2 separate regions of the Mus musculus genome follow, and region 1 is linked to region 2. The links are chromatin contacts, called in public Hi-C maps. All regions are on one chromosome and are shown on one strand. Each heading gives the region's core, a stretch centred on a gene start, on an enhancer-like site or on the middle of the called end of the contact. The rest is flanking DNA. Distances are from core to core; before and after follow the strand shown. Region 1 has its middle 9.9 kb from the start of Gm39354. Region 2 holds the start of Calml4 (calmodulin-like 4).

What was found. Hi-C and Micro-C count contacts between places; a contact is called where the count stands out from the background.
Region 1: a Hi-C map of bone marrow-derived macrophages shows a contact between it and region 2, with 27 read pairs. The contact joins the enhancer-like site here to the promoter of Calml4 in region 2. A contact is called at or near these places in 6 of 39 promoter capture datasets (the 3T3-L1 cell line, the C10 cell line, liver and 2 more), 3 of 484 Hi-C or Micro-C datasets (bone marrow-derived macrophages, liver and nephron progenitors), 2 of 115 datasets of contacts at active chromatin or transcription factors (bone marrow-derived macrophages and kidney) and 5 of 9 other capture datasets (adipose tissue, embryonic stem cells, liver and 2 more).

What each region holds. Positions count from the first base shown.
Region 1 is chr9:63,036,796-63,039,834 of GRCm38.p6, reverse strand. No RefSeq gene overlaps it. Among named protein-coding and RNA genes, the nearest start is that of Gm39354, 9.9 kb to the right of the region's middle. Within about 2 kb of position 1,599, at least 50 of the 459 cell types and tissues checked have an H3K27ac peak or open chromatin away from gene starts, as enhancers often do. A contact at or near this core is called in bone marrow-derived macrophages, where this site is marked.
Region 2 is chr9:62,856,097-62,859,410 of GRCm38.p6, reverse strand. It overlaps Calml4 (calmodulin-like 4), which reads right to left and starts at 1,307. Exons shown (of 5, transcript NM_138304.2): 1 at 1,250-1,307; 2 at 1,139-1,169. The coding sequence starts at 1,252. It also overlaps the pseudogene Gm10653.

The DNA.
Region 1 (3,039 bases), core at 350-2,849, 180 kb before region 2:
AAGGACAAGGAAGCCCAGGGAAGGAACTTCCATCCATTCCAACCAATGCTCTTTGTATAAAATGTAATTTACTAGAGATCCATTATAGTTTGAAATGTATAACTTGCAAATATCTTAATGTGTGATTCAAATTTTAATCATTAATAACAAAAGCCATGATTGACAGTTAAAATTTGATAAATTTTGATTTAATTTTAAGCCTGACATCTCTTTTTTAGTTTTTCATCAAATAAAACTTGATGGCTGACTTGCCGGACAGGAGCCCCCTCTCAGGTTCCTGATTGACAAGGTCACTAATGGTCAAAATCGCCTGCCTCCTCTTTTATGTGCTATGGCCTTGCTGAGACATGGCTTGAATTCCCTCATCCTTGACCTGAATCTTTGTCAGTTGCTTTCACCATAACGTGGGTTGTCACATGACAAACATGGAGTCCTTCTTAATAGAAGGAAAAGTATAAAGGGCCCTCCTGAATCCTGGAGTATAAGGCACCCTTAGAATCAGCATCGAACACCATTGCATACACTAGCAAGAGTTTGCTGAAAGGACCCTGATATAGCTGTCTCTTGTGAGACTAGGCCGGGGCCTAGCAAACACAGAAGTGGATGCTCACAGTCAGCTATTGGATGGATCACAGGGCCCCCAATGGAGGAACTAGAGAAAGTATCCAAGGAGCTAAAGAGAACTGCAACCCTATACGTGGAACAACAATATGAACTAACCAGTAGCCTGGAGCTCTTGACTCTAGCTGCATATGTATCAAAAGATGACCTAGTCGGCCATCACTGGAAAGAGAGGCCATTGGACATGCAAACTTTATATGCCCCAGTACAGGGGAATGCCAGGGCCAAAAAGTGGGAATGGGTGGGTAGGGGAGTGGGGGGGAGGGTATGGGGAACTTTTGGGATAGCATTGGAAATGTAATTGAGGAAAATACCTAATAAAAAATATTTAAATAAAAAAATAAAGAAAAAGAAAAAAAAAAGAATCAGCACCAAATAAGAACCAAACTTTACCTCAGATGGTTCAAATGAAAATACCTGAAAGAAAGAGACATTCATGGAAATACGAGCAGAGTGTTGGATGTCAAGAAGGGATGATGAGACACTCAGAGTCCGGCATCAGAGGGAGGGAGGGAGGGAGGGAGGGAGGGAGGGAGGGAGGGAGGGAGGGAGGGAGGGAGGGAGGGAAAAACAGAGAGAATTTTATGTCTGTATTGTTGCTGGAACCCAACATAAGTTAGATCCAGAAAGAAAGGAGTTCCTAACAGGAGCTGTGTAATAATAGAGAGAGGTAGCTACTGCTAAAGCCAGCCACATCAGTAGGGATAGAGCAAACAAGAAATACCTGATCATGCTCTCTTCCTGTCAGGTAGCATTGCATCTGAATTCAAGTAGTCCCTGCAATAAGGACTGGGAAGGGTCATACAATTCGGGGAGAAAACAGCACATAAATGTCAGGAAGTTCCTAAAACTCACAAGATTTGCAATATTCCCCCCCCCCCCCCCAGTTATGAAAGCAGTAAACCACTGTTGGGGGTGGTGGGACTCTCCAATCAGCTGACCTGTTGAGCAACCTGCCCTGTCATGCAGAGAGCTCCAGGGATGCAGATGTCATGAGTCATCGGCCATGTGTAGAAGGCATGGATGATGCAGCTGCTTCTGACTCATCCTTCGTCCTATAAGAAACCCCTCATCCATATTCCTGAAATAATACGCATTGCTTTACCATGTTTGCGAATATCATCCCTTTGGTCCCCAATCTGGGGTGAATAGAGATTTGTTCTCCCTCGGAAAAGTCTCACACAACACTTCCTCTCCACAAACTCCTGCTAAAGTCTCCGACATGTACCCAGAAGTGACCTCCTGGCAAGGGAGGGAGAGAGGTATGACACACAAGTCAGCCTTCAGGGCATTCGGCAGAACAGTCAGAGAACTCGAACCCAATACTTCTTGGCTAGGTACCCCCAATCATAGCATCCCTTCAAACATCCTGAGATCCATTGCCTCGGACTCCTTTGAGATGCCCCAGCAGGGCTGACGTCCCTCTTCCATGAGAGTAGCACATTCCTCGCTGGCTAGTTCTCCTGCCCTGGCTCACTGGGCCTGCTCCTCTCTCCTGCATCCCAGGACAACATGAAAACACCCAAGTTCACCTCAGGCTCTCTTTTCAGGAGGAAGCTAATTAAGACACTGGTCAAACTGGTCACCTTCTCTTCCTCTGCAAAGATGATTCATCTGTGTTTGCATTCCTCCTTTCAGAACAGCTAAGGAGCCTCCCCAGTCTTACTCTCTGACATGACTGAGTTGGGTGGATACCAGGCCACAGAGCAACGCTCAGCCATGGACCTATAGAATCTACAGACCAGAACTCTTAGAATCTTAGAATCATCTAAGAACAATTTTTTTTCATCTTTTATTGCCTCTCCTAAATAGCTCTCTTGGACTCCCTGCACCCTGTTACTCTCCCTATGAAAATTTAATACTGCAGATATATTGCAAATGTACTCTCTCTGTGTGTCTGCTTGGTAGGTACTCTCTCATATATTGCTGAAATTTTCTATTTCCAACTCCAAGGTCCTAGGGCCATCCATCAGCACTGAAGAGCAAGCAAAAGGCAGCTGATGACAGCCAGTCAACATGCACAGGCTACTGCTAATGACATGCCTTCCTGCCCTATCTATGTATTAGCCACAGGTTTTTGGCACTGACCTTAGGTGTGTTCTGGCTACCTTCCATGAACTCCATCTCATTACTCCTCATATGAAACTCAACAAAAACCCAATGAGAGAAATAAAATTAATGCCAAGTGTTCTAATTTCAGCACTATTTGAATGTCCTCCCAAGCTTCAAGCAACCAGAGAGGTTCAGTCCCTGGAGTAATGACATTGGGAAGCGTTAGGACCTTCAAGAGATGGTCCCTAGCAGAAGGCCCTTTGGGCAACACTGTGAGGCAAGTCTTGTGGGACTCTTTGGTAGTTTTGGGGAGAAGGGTGTCAGAAAAATGAACAAGACCACTGCCTCCCCCTCTGCTTCTTAGCT
Region 2 (3,314 bases), core at 58-2,557:
TTCCTTTGCCCTGGGAGATGGAGTTACAGGTGATGGTGATCAGTTCTTGTATATGTACTGGGAACCAAACTTAGGTCTTCTGCAAGAGCAGTACAAATTCTCCCATAGTGGATTGTCCGCCAGCCCCTGGCCCCTAACTGTGGGCTAGGCTCTGTGTAGCAGAGTCTCCTCACTGTCCCCTCTGTTCTGGGCCTTAGTTTGGGGATAGGGAGTTGAGGAATCTAAGAGTAGGACCAATAGGCACACATCGCTGTCACTCCCTGCTCTAGACTGTACTCTAGTCATTTACATCTCTGGGATAGATCCTTGCTGGGGTAACCAGAAGCCACCCCTGTGGCCTGCTGGACAGTGTCCTGCACCAGAGCTCCGTGTCCCTGTGTACCTGCAGTTCTAGCTCACCGACAAGGTGTCATGTCAGCGGCAATGAGAAGGGGGTTACCAAGGCTGTTTCCCTCCTATGTTGGGGCAGGTGTAGGGGCTCAGCCTCAGGGAAAAGAGAGTTATCCCGTAAAGGGCCTGTGCTGCACTCTGGCCTCTCTGCCAGAAACTCAGCCACCAGATCCCTGGCCAGGTGTTTGCCAGGTCCTGTGTAACTTAATTCTGCCTTTCTGCTCTTGGGGAAACAGAACTCTGCTCTGTGGGAAGCCCAAGAACAAGGTGCCCACACTGAACTAGGCAGGAGGTGCCAGCTGAGCCCCTCATTTTACAGTCTAAGGTCCATAAAGAAATATCCTGCCCCAGCGTGTAACCCTGAGTTCTGTTGCCTGTCTACACTGACTACAAAGCCCCATCCCCCATCTCTGGTTCAATTACTATGTTAGTGACCTTTCTCCATGACCAGCCTCCCACCCAGACCCGTTTCCAGGCTCTCTGGAGCACTAAGCAAGCTCACTTTTATGACCCAGCTTGAAAGTCACACTGACATATAACAAGCCCTGGAAGTCAGTTAGTCGGTCTTCAGGGCCACCCCCAAACAGATAACCAGCTGCCCCACAGCACCTGGCCCCAAGCCTGTGGGTGGGCCAGCTGTCCACCCCTCGGGGCCTTCCTTCCTACCAACAAAACCCAGCAAAGCAAATTGCCTAATGAGACACACATTTTGTGGCGAATTACTAATTAAAGAACAAACCCAACCTACCATTAATTTGGTCCTGGGAAAGGAACTTGGCCTGTAGCAGAGAAAGAACAGTCAAGAGGGGGCTTCAGCGGGGGCCCTTCCCACCTCCTTCCGGCACAGCCCCTCACTCACCATCCTCAGGCTCCCCTTACTCCTGGAACTGAGTTTGGTTCTCTTTACTCCAGCTTGGAGTCGAAAGTCCAGCATGCTGGGCGGAGGCCTGGTAATAAATCCTCCGCTGCCACGGAGACCGGGCTCTATGCCATGAGAGTCAAATTCCGGCTGAGTAGTGGATGCCCCCACCGTCCTGAGAAGGGTGATTGTGAGGAAACCATTTACAGACTCTCCTGGAGGCCCCTGCCCCCGGAGGCTGGGGCTCTGCAGCAACTGGACAATTTGGGTGTTCCTTCTTGGAAGCCTAACTTCTGAAAGGGGGCTCCGGGTGGGGCTGACTCTGTCCTGGTCTGAGTCTGTCTTAGGAAGCTTTGCTCTCTCCCGAGGCTAAGCTGGGCTCCTTGCTGGAGCCAGATAGCACGCGCGCACACGCACGCGCGCGCACACACACACACACACACACACACACACACACACACACACACACACGGTCTCTCCAGAAGAAGCTATCCAAGGGAGCAGTGCTCAGAGACGCTTCAAACACAGCCTTGCAGATGCACTATGTCTGGGGACACGCTGAGGACCGTCCGTCTCTTGTATGCCTCAGTTTCCTCACCAGCTACGTTATGGGCTGCTAGGATAATCCAAAGGCCAATACACAGCCAATTCTACTTCCTAGGGGCTGGGGATGGTGTTGGGTGCTGGGGCTGAGTCTTAAGCTAGCCGCTCAGGGAACTTGGAGTTTGACCTGACCAGGCAGGAAGTTCCTCTCCCTTCCTCGTCTCGCCCTTTCCCGTATTATAATAAGCTGCTGACTCTGAATTTCTCAGCCCTCTATTCCTCTCCCCGTCCCCTGAGACAGGAAAAAGGGTGCCTCCTAGAACTGGTACTGGGCCCTGGGCATGACTAGGTTCTCAGGTTGGTCTGAAAGTCTCCTTTCCCTCATCCACACTCCTTGACTGGTTTGCCTACAAAGTGCTAAATCCAGCCTGGTCCAACTGTCAGTCACTGTGTGTGGTCACATAGCCTGTGTACTACACAGGGAGCAAGGGAGCAAATGAGAGCTACCAAAGGCTGCAGGTGCCAGAGGAAGAGAGTTAAGGTCTCCTGCTAACCCATCTGAGGGCACACAAACTCATGGCCTCCCTCTGGTCCTGACACCTCCATGTGGAATGGTTTTGTTTTTTCTCCTGAGCCATCTACCTCTTCTTACCTGCTTTAGATGTGAGAATCTTGAGGTTCTGACCCACTTTGTGGGGGGTAGGTATGATTTGGAGGGTAGGTATGGTTGGGGAGGCAAGATATGGTGGGGCCTAGGTATGGAGGGGTAGGTATAGTTGGGGGCCTAGGTTTGGTGGGGGGTGGGTATGGTGGGAGTGGGGAAGGCTGGGGGGACACAGTTTAGTTGTCATGGAAGAGCAAGGGAGGTAGGCAGTACTTTTTGACAGGTGGGTACAGAACTGAGGCCCCCAAATACCCTACCTCTGTGATGGGCTCAGAGGCGGGTGAGGCATCTTCTTGGGTTTTAGTAACTGAGTACTGGGGTCAGCCATGTGCCCCTAAGGGCATCCTGACACCTGTCAACTCTCCCTTCTTTTGTTGTTTGGTTTTGTTTCCATTGGTGTGTGGGTGTGTGTGGGTGTGCGTACGCGCATGCATGACCGTCCTAAATCATTTACTAGTATAGATTTTATGAACATTCTTTATATCATCACTAATGGAGCTGGAGAGTGCTCCAGGCTCTCCAAGTGTGTGGTGAGAAACACTCAAAGCATGTCAGAACTTGGTTTCCCTTTCAGAGACCAGAGCTCCTGTGGCCAGCAGACGGCAGTCCAGGCATCTCTTGGTGCTTATGCACTGGTTCGGTGATCCAGTGAGTGCCAGGATTTGTTCTGGTAACTTATGAAGTAGTGGGTCTGTGAGGAGAACCTCAAAGAACCTGTATGAAGCCTTCAGCCCCGTAAGAATTCAGGATGCTCAGAATTCACAATGGAGTCCAGCTCTCTCCACACAGTACTGAGGACCAGGCCATCTTTAGCTGGTTAAGCCTATGATGGATAGGTTTACTCTAAGTTGCACTCTA